Linked DNA regions of Mus musculus: region 2 is linked to region 1. The links are chromatin contacts, called in public Hi-C maps. All regions are on one chromosome and are shown on one strand. The core of a region is the stretch at or near the end of the contact, and the rest is flanking DNA. Distances in the headings are between cores, read along the strand shown.

What was found. Hi-C and Micro-C count contacts between places; a contact is called where the count stands out from the background.
Region 2: a Hi-C map of reprogramming fibroblasts shows a contact between it and region 1, with 3 times the contacts expected there. The contact joins the enhancer-like site here to the promoter of Stag2 in region 1. A contact is called at or near these places in 5 of 484 Hi-C or Micro-C datasets (CD8 T cells, double positive thymocytes, reprogramming fibroblasts and 1 more), 2 of 115 datasets of contacts at active chromatin or transcription factors (stem cell-derived neural progenitor cells and thymic regulatory T cells) and 2 of 9 other capture datasets (adipose tissue and pancreatic islet).

Annotation. Positions count from the first base shown.
Region 1 is chrX:42,147,591-42,152,346 of GRCm38.p6, reverse strand. Stag2 (stromal antigen 2) reads right to left here and starts at 2,193. Exons shown (of 34, transcript NM_001290713.2): 1 at 2,056-2,193.
Region 2 is chrX:42,357,796-42,362,551 of GRCm38.p6, reverse strand. No RefSeq gene overlaps it. Among named protein-coding and RNA genes, the nearest start is that of B230118I11Rik, 18 kb to the left of the region's middle. Within about 2 kb of position 1,846, at least 77 of the 459 cell types and tissues checked have an H3K27ac peak or open chromatin away from gene starts, as enhancers often do. A contact at or near this core is called in CD8 T cells, adipose tissue, double positive thymocytes and 3 more, where this site is marked.

The DNA of each region.
Region 1 (4,756 bases), core at 944-3,443:
ACATATACCCTTAAACGCAACGCACTGGGCTCCAGACAGAATTAGGAGACCGCCTCCTGCTTTTGCTCCTAACCAATACGCAGAGAGAGAAGGTTGGCAGGAAAGTGCTGCGAGGACAGTAACAAACACCAGCAAGCTCCCGAGCAGGCCCTGCTAGAGCCAGGAATGACGCACTTCGGTAACCCGACTCTTTCTCCCCTCCACCCCCCGCCCCCAGCAGCGGTGCTGACACCGCCAACAGCCCGGAGTAGGAAAAAAGACAACAGAAAAAAAGGCAATGCTTGGACCGCACTAGGTTTCATTAAGAAACCTCGATTATTCCTCTTTCGACACTAGCCACCAGGACCAAACAGGAAAAGAAGCTTCGTGCTTAAGCAAGTCCCATCATGGTGGTTTAAGTCACTAAATTAAGCTGATAATGAGTCCAATCCACAGAGACATATATACAGGGTGTGGCTGCTGTGAAATACGGCGGTCCGTGGGAGAAAGGGGGTACGGAATTTACACTCCAATGTGAAGGGAAGATGGGGTTTTACCAGGGTCGAGGAGGAGGCGGCCCGCGCATTTTAAGGAACCATTGCAAACCAACACAAGCGTCTCCTTTACTTAAACCTAACCCCACAGATCAAAAGTTTCTGATAGACATAGCATAGAAGCTGGAAATAATCATTAAATCAAAAACCACGACCCTCAATTTAAAAACTACATACAGAAGAAAGGAGGAGGGAGAGGGAGGGAGTAGGCAACAACATAAAAAAACATCCTAGGCCACGGAGAAGAAAGTCTCCCAGACCGGATGAAACTACTAATGCAATATTAAAAATTCAAGTCGAGCACCAAAGCCCGAAAAAAAAAAATCACACGAGAACCCATTACCGTTGAGGATTAAAAATAAAATGACATATAACACCAAGGAGAAGAAACTAAATGCCGAAAGTACAGCGGTTTATCAAAAAAATAATAAAAAAAATCAAAACTAAAGGCAAAACAAGACATTGTCGCGGCGGGAGGGAAAGGGAAAAAAAGGCCGAAATCAACAATACGTTTACAATTCTAGGCCAGAAGAAAATGGGAACGGGGCTCAAAGTTTTGCGGAACTACTTGATGCTGTTTCCCACACCTTCTCTCTCCCATGGCCCAGCCGACCCTTTTTCTCCTAAAATTGTAGTCCGCAGATCTCCGGATACGTGAGAGAAGAAAAGAGAAAGTCGCCCTCAAGCAAGAATAAAAGTGTGGAGGGAAAACAGAGGCTGCCTACCTGGGGCAAGGATCAGCTCAGTTCGTGCCTTGAGAAAGACAGTGCGGGTGGGGGTGGGAACGAAAAAGCAGCACTAAAACTAAAACAAAAGTGGCGCCAAAACCCCCCAACAAACAGCCTTCCACTCCCGCCCTTCCCCCCCCTCCGCCCATGCCAGGCAGGCAGGGCCCCCTTCGGGGCAAGCTCTACGCGCTGGGGACCGACGCCGCCGGACCCCAAACGATTTCGAAAATTGGTGCCCTAAGAAAACTGACCGAAGTCGGGGCCTCGGGAAGGATGGAGAGATCGATGCCAACCGCTTTGCCCAAGCAGTTCCCCCACCACGCGCTGGAGATGATGGGGCGGGGGAGAGAAGCCGAGGGGCCCGTCACATGAATGTTGTTCCCTCTCTAGGAAGGGAGGAAGAGAGGGAGGGAGGGAGGGAGAGAGGGAGGGGAGGGAGGGGAGGGGAGGGGAGGGGAGGGGAGGGGAGGGAGGGAGGCAAGGAGGGGAAGGGAGAGGGGAGGGGGGACGAGGGAGGGGTGTGAGCAGAGTAGATTTTCCCTCGCCTCCCTCGGTCCGAGGCCCAAATAGACACAAACGAGCCTGCTCGGCCTCCCCTCCCCCCGGGTTCCCAGCACCACCATCTTGCTCGCTTCCTTCCCCGCACCACCACGGCGCGCTCTCCCACCGCCACCACCACCACCCCCCCTCCCCGCCACCACACGCCACCGGGCCGTGGCCTCCCCGGGTTTGCCCCTTTCTTCTCCACCCGTCCCCCCCCCGAATCCCGGCCAGGGATGGCACCCCCACCCCACCTCCAGTCTGGGGGGCTCTCGTCCCCCTCCACGGGCTGCTTAAGAGGCCCCGGGAGGAGAGGAAGCGAGCGAGCAGGCTACGCGGAGGCGCCGAGCCTCCATCTTGCGCCGCTGCGCGTTCTCCATTTTGGGCCACCCGTGGGGGGGGGAGCCCCCTCCGCCGAGGTCCCCGGGGGAGACTTGGGCGAGGGAGGCGAAGGGACAACCTTCCAGCGAGGGGAGTGAGAAGGGAGCGTCTTGCGCTAAAAAAGCGGCTCCGGGAGGAAGGAGGCGGGGAGGGGACGCAGGGGGCGACTGCAAGTTCCTTGGAAGTGTTGGGGTAGCGACTTGGGGACGGAGAGGACAGGCAGGGGGTGACGCGGGGCCGGGGCGACGCTGGCTCGCTCCCCGCCCGGACACGGCCACTCGCTCGCTCGCTGCCCCGCGCGGGGCCCCCTACGAGGCCGCGGCCCGGCCCCGGAGCGCCCGGCCTTCTCGGCTCCCTCCCGGCCGGCCGCACGCTCTCTTCGCCCGATCGCAAGCACACACACCTCACGGTGGGCCGCGCGCCCTCCGGGTGCCCCTCCAAACTTCTAGAAGCTTCGCCTCCGCCATTTTATAACTTACCTCCCCCCTCAGCGTCTACAGAGGCAGCAAGGAGACTGTTGGCCTCCCCCACTCCTTCCTTCTTTCTCAGGCCGGGGGCTTCTTCACCCCTGGGCTGGTACAAGATTTTTCCCCCTTCCTCTTCTTTCCACCCTTGAGTTCTACTGAGGGACGGAAGCTCCCGCGGGTCTAGAGCCGTGGGGGGGTTTGAAAGTGGCGGTCGGATCCGGCGGGGTGCTTTTTTTGTTTTGTTTTGTTTTTTTCCCTTTTTTCTGTATTTTTTTTCCTTTCTTTTTTTTTTCTTTTCTTTTTTTTTTTTTTCTTTCTTTTTTTTTTTTTTTTTTTTTTTTTTTTTGGTGGCGCTTCGGGATTGTTTGGGGTGTTCGCTCTTCGGCGACTTGGAGGCGAATGGAACGCGCAGGCGCCATCTGTCGGCCGCGAACCCGCGGCCCAGCTCCTGTTGGGAGGCAGCGGCATCTAGCGGCGGCGGGCTGCCATTGCGGCGCGCGCCACGCAGCCCTCCCACCCGCCAGCCTCCTCCCCGTGTCGCCGACCAATCGCCGCCGCCGGACTCCCCGCTTCCGCGGCTCGGACGCCTCCTGTGAACGGGGCGCCCGCAGGGGCGCGCCGCCGAGTGGGGTAAACAAGCTGGCGTGCCCGCGCCTCTCTTACTCAGCCGTTGGGACGCGCTTCCGCCCTGCGCGGACTGGCTGAGGGCCCACGGCGCCACCGAGGAGGTCGCCGAGAGGCCGGCGACAGTGTCCACTGGAGCCCCGCCGTGGGAATTCCGGGGCTTCAGCGGGCCGATCGTCCGGCTCCCCGCCCCCTGCGCAGCCCTGGCAGCCCTGCAGGCTAGCAGCACCCTTCAGAGCTCTCCAACACAACCCACCCCAGTAAAGGGCCACTTGTTCCCAGATCTCTGGTTTCCTCACGTCCTTTCCAACACTCCTCACACTTCCTCCCCAAAAGACCCAACTAGGCCACTTGATCCCAGCGAGAATGGATAGCTTGGCAATTTTGCTTGCTTTCTTTTTTCCTTCGAGTATGGTTTAAAGATTCTCTTTATCAGGAAGACTACGGGTGGGGGGAATTACATATAATTATACATATATATGTGTATGTGGATATATAGATATAATTTTCAACTCACTATTCCTGATCCATAAAAATGTGAGCTCCATACTCAAATTCTACTAGACTTAGGGAGCTGGACTACTAGGCTAATTGGCCGCTCAGCCGGTTTTATAGGTGACTTTTGGGGGCGGAAGAGGAGATGGGACCAGACAAAGTGGCGTGAAATCCACGTGCAAGGACAGGGTTAGCAGGGGACCTGTGGAGATTACTAGACACTCACTGCTGCCTTGTGTGGAGGCGGCCTTGCCACATTGTTAACAATTACAGTTCTTGGTACTTCCTCATAGCCCTCCCACAAGTATTTTGAAGTACAGAAAGACCTTTTGCACCCAGTCCAACTCCCTTGACTCTTTATCACCCTTGGGTGTTTATTGTGAGGATATTTTTTCTTTTTGTCACTTCATTTCCAGTCCACCCTACATGACCTTTGCCTAGAGCACTGTATGCGGGGGTGGGGGACACTCAGGAATGGCCTGTCCCTGCCAAACTTCTCTTCTCCTAGGACAGGAAGGGAACTATTAATAACAGTGTCTCCATTGCTGTTACAGAACTTCCTAGCCGCCTAAAATAGCCTCAGATTAAGTAGTATTTGTTCCATTTGTTTTACATATGGATTTAAAATACCTTCCTCCGTATTAAATTGTTTCAAATAAGTAATAAGACAAATGGAAAATATTATGAGCTGAGGAAATGGTGACATTACACCCAATCAGGAATCACAGGGCATTCCTGATGCAATATAATGATGACTTTCAGTCCTTCAATTCTACTCCATATGTGTGGTCTATGTCTTAGTAGGTCTTCTCCCATCCACTGATCTTACTGGTCAGTTTCCTTGGAACTTCAAGAGTTATGGTATATTTAATCAAGTGAGCAGAAGCAACTAAATGTCAACAAGAAGTAACGCCTTAAATGTTTTCGCTTACCAGTGAAGCATCGGAGGGGAACAGCATTCAAACCAAAGTTTCCATTTCTCTTCTAA
Region 2 (4,756 bases), core at 597-3,096, 210 kb before region 1:
ATTGCACAGAGTATAATTATACTAAGAAGGGAGCCTGGTTTGGTGGTTTGGTTTGGTGGCCCATGCTTAAAATCCCAGTACCTGGGAGGTTGAGGCAGACGGATCAGTGCAAAGTCAGACTCAACTCCACAGAAAAGTTCTGGTCAACCTTGACTACTAGGAAGGCTGAGTCAGAAGAACCACAAGTTCAAAGTCCATCTGAATCATAGAGTAAGTTCAAGACCAGCCTGAGTAACTTAGTGAGATCCTGTCTCGAATATCAAAGGAGACCTAAGTTATAGTAGAGTACACACCTGCCATGCTCAGGCTCTGGGGTTCATTCCCAGTATACCCACCACAGAAAAAAAATGATCTATCCTGAAATACAAGTTCTAGTTCCTTCCTTCCTTCTTTATTTCTCACTATGTAACCCTGACTGACTTGGGAACTGGATCTGTATTCACTGCTCTAACTCAAGGGTTCCCAACGACTGTTGTTTCTGGAGATGACACTCGTTTTCTTGTACTTTCTCCTCTGTGATTCGACTACTGGCCCATCTGTATAAGGCAGCGCCTGTGAATTAGATAAAGGCACCTTTCCATTGATTGATGCTGCACCACACTTGGATGCGCAGTCTGAAAGAGGGATTCTAAACTGCAGTTTCAACCCTGCCCACCCCGCCCCCCTCAAGCTGCACAGTCCTTTGTGACAGATCAGAGCCCACTGCCCTTCTGACAGGTCTCCTTACTGCAGGGCTACTTGGACTCATTCTAATTGCTTACACTTGGCTTTGTTTCAGAGTCCATCCAGGGAGGGGAGAGGCTGCTCCGCACCACCCAGACTCGGGTTTTCTAAAGCCATGTTTGTCAAAAGCATCCGTGTGCAGATTCTTTTGTTCATAATGGTGGCATTCAAGTCGAATTGCGCATGAAATCGTCTTGCTAAAGAAACTGCAGTTCTCTATATAAGGGGGTGGGGGGAGAAATGGAAGGATCTGATTAGTTAATAGGAATTCTGAGTAGTGAAATTTCGGATTAGCATAAGACAGTTTCTTGTTCAGAGCACGTGCAGAACCAGCGCAAAAGCATTCTTTTCTTTCCCCTTTTCGGTTAAAGCATTTAGTTCTAAAATAGTATAATCACAATAAGACTTTCCAACGTGCGAATTATAGTATATTAAGTCATGACTAATTGCATTGATTTGCATTCAGGGTTTTTTAACATCTGTGTGGTAATTATCCTAATCCAATTTGTTATGCAGAATACAATCAACGTTATATATGTTGGTGTTTAGGGCCCCGACACCATTTCCTGCTAAAAAGGGGACTGAGATACAAAGGTAGCTCAGGTGGAAAGACAAGCCCATCTTTTATAGATATCAGCTCCCTTTCTTGATCTCCCAAATTAGCTGGGGGTGGGAGGTGGAAGCAGAGATCAAGCAAATTTCATTAGCATTTTAAAAAGAGGCCCAAGAAAAGGAAGAAAAGGAGCCCAGCCAACGGGAGCGCCTATGAGAACAAGGGAGAGCAAGCTGTATGAAATTCTCGGAAAGATTTTTTTCCCCTAACAGGCTGCGGCTTTCAGAAGCTTCCAGAAATAATATCCTGACCTTGCCTGATAATGAGCCAATAAGACCACGTTCTGCTGACACTGTGCTATTTCAGTAAGGGTTGCATCTTACCTGGGAATCAGGGTTTAGCTTTGAACTTTTTTTTTTCCCCTGTCCTTTCAGGAAAAGGACAGAACACTGACTGGTAGCGTTTAGAATGTCCTGTAAACCTGGGGCACAGCCGAAATCTAGGAGCTGACTTCAGGCAAAAGCAAGAGAAACAAAACAGCAAGTGCCGACTTCTTCCTCTCCACCAACACGGAACTGACACCTTGCTCCCCTCTCTGGCAAGCATCTGCATCTACACACACTGGATCGGCTAAGTTTCGGTCTTCCTTTAACAACAATGTAAACCTTAGTGAACAATACTTAGCCAGCTTCTTGTTTGTTTGTTTGTTTGTTTGTTTGTTATTCATTGGAATCTAACCCAGGACCTCCGATCTGGTCTACCACGGCAATATTTCAACAGCCCTTAACCAGCCAGCCTCTTTTTAATTTTTAAATTTCTTTTCATACAACATATTTTTTCATTAATGTATACGTATTCACATCCTCTCTCCTCCCAGCCCCCCCCCGCTTCCCAGGGCCCCTCCCTTCTCCCCTTCACCTCTCGAATTCTTTCCCCTCCCCCAACTTCTCTCAGATTGCTTCCCCACCTCCCTACTCAGCCAACTTTATGTTCTTTCGCGTGCTCTTTCCCTCTCTTTCTCTCAACAACAAAAGGAACAAAAAACAAAGAACAAAAAACAGACGGACAAAAAAAAAAAGAAAAGAAAGAAAAGATCGGATCAGTAAGACAAAATATACCCAGACAAAACAAAGCGGAACACGAATTCTCTCTCTCTCTCTCTCTCTCTCTCTCTCTCTCTCTCTCTCTCACACACACACACACACACACACACACACACACACACACGGACATGGGGCCTGCCCTGGCGTGGTATACCCAGCAACACTGCATTGGGGGGGGGGGGTCGGGCGGGGGGGAGACTGATTTTCCCTTTCCCAACAGGCATTAATTGCAAATAGCTTCTTGGTTACGTAGGGGTGGTACTTTGTGTCCACTGCACCATTACAATGTTCGGATCTTTGTCTGTTAACCAGCCTCTTTTAAAAGAGCAGGCTTTATTTAATTCAGAAAAGATGGGAAAGAGAGTGAAGGTCCAGATGTCTGAGGGACAACAGAAGCCCTAGACGGGAGGCCTAAAAAGCCAGTGTAGCAGCTTTTGCCATCTTCACTTCATTTGCCATTTCCATAAGCACACAGATCTTGAGCCCTCCAAATATGGCTGGAGCCGGTGTTGGAGAAAGGGATCAAGGAATCCCCTTCAACCTTCCCTCATCCCCTTCCCTCCACAACAAGCCAGTACTGTCTTTAGTCAGCCCACAATGCAAGCCTATGGCCCCATGCCAAGCTGCTAATGAGAATCACCAGGAAAGCATGTTAAACATATAGTTATCTCATTCCTCCTTCATTGACAAGGGCTTAGTGAGGATCAAGCCTAGAGTTTTCAAAGTTCAGAAGATTCTAATCAGCAGCGCACACTGGCACCAGCTCTGATTCTCGACATGCATCTTTATGAGTCAAACAGATTGGTAGGCCAATCTGTGCGGAGAAAATTCACTGTACAGCTAAACAAAAAATAATAATAATAACAGGTTTTTTTAATCAACCTTCCTTAGTCTATCACAAAGAATTCAGTAAATAAAGCAATAATAGAACTATCCATAAGAATACAAACTGGCATTTTCTATTTTGGAGCAGTCCATTTTCGGTTAGGTTGGGTCTTGATGTCAGCAATTTCCTTCCGTACAGCACATGACAGTTCTAATTGGTTGATGCTTGCTCCTTATGGTAGGGTGGATTTTCAGAAAGGCAGCTTCGTTTTGATTGGCCACATTCATTTATATCTTTCTGACATTTGTAGTTAGGTGAGAAGAGGGTTAGGATTTTCTGTTTGGGAACATTTTCCCAGGCCAGGCTTGCACTCAGAGGGAGCGCCCTGAGTTCCTGCCATAACAACTGTCAGACCTAATAACAAAAGTCCATCCCAGTAGACCAGGAACAACAAGGTTTCCTCCTTAATTACACTTCATTCAGGTGCCTCTAAGCTCTCTTTTTAACCAGTTCTTAGCCTTGGCCTGGCCCTCAGCCTACTTTTACCAAAGAATCCTGTTAGCGGATGTATCCCTACCCTGATCATCCTTGATAGCTGATCAGTTCTTCAACTTTCCACCATTAACACCTAGAATATCCTGACCACCCTGCACTCAATTCTCAATGCCAAGGGAGAGGGGGCATTTTGGCTAAGAATCTTTTCCAGTCCGTTTGGCATAAATCCTCAGCTCTCGATGTCTGTTGAAAATGATCGTTGGCTAGCTAGACATCTCCACTTGTCCTCCAAGTGGTTCAAGTTGAGCTCAGCCTCCTCCTGGGACAGCTGTACTCTTGAAGAGTCTTACTTACTACTGCTTGCCTCTAAGTGTCAGAATATTTTTTGTTCAATAGACTCCTGGGAGAAATTACTTCTGCCAGAACAGGGCTGCATTTAACCAACTACTGCTGAACTAATCCAGGCCTGTCCCAGCATACTAACCAGGTTGCTGGTAGCCCCTTCATAAAGTAGCTTAATAAAGAAGCAAGAGTCTCTCCTAAGAACTGGCCCTCCTTGTAGGAACTTTGCTGTCAGGATATTTCTGACCGGAAGATTCTTTTTTTTTTAATTAGATATTTTCTTTAATTACATTTCAAATGCTATCCCGAAAGTTCTCTATACCCTCCCTGCTCCCCTACCCACCCACTCCCACTTCTTGGCCCTGGCATTCCCCTGTACTGGGGCATATAAAGTTTGCAAGACCAAGGGGCCTCTCTTTCCAGTGATGGCCGACTAGGCCATCTTCTGCTACATATGCAGCTAAATACATGAGCTCTGGGGGTACTGGTTAGTTCATATTGTTGTTCCACCTATAGGGTTGCAGACCCCTTCAGCTCCTTGGGTACTTTCTCTAGCTCCTCCATTGGGGGTTCTGTGTTCCAGCCTATAGATGACTGTGAGCATCCACTTCTGTATTTACTAGGCACTGGTATAGCCTCACTCGAGATAGCTATATCAGGGTCCTTTCAGCAAAATCTTGCTGGCATATGCAATAGTGTCTGGGTTTGGTGGCT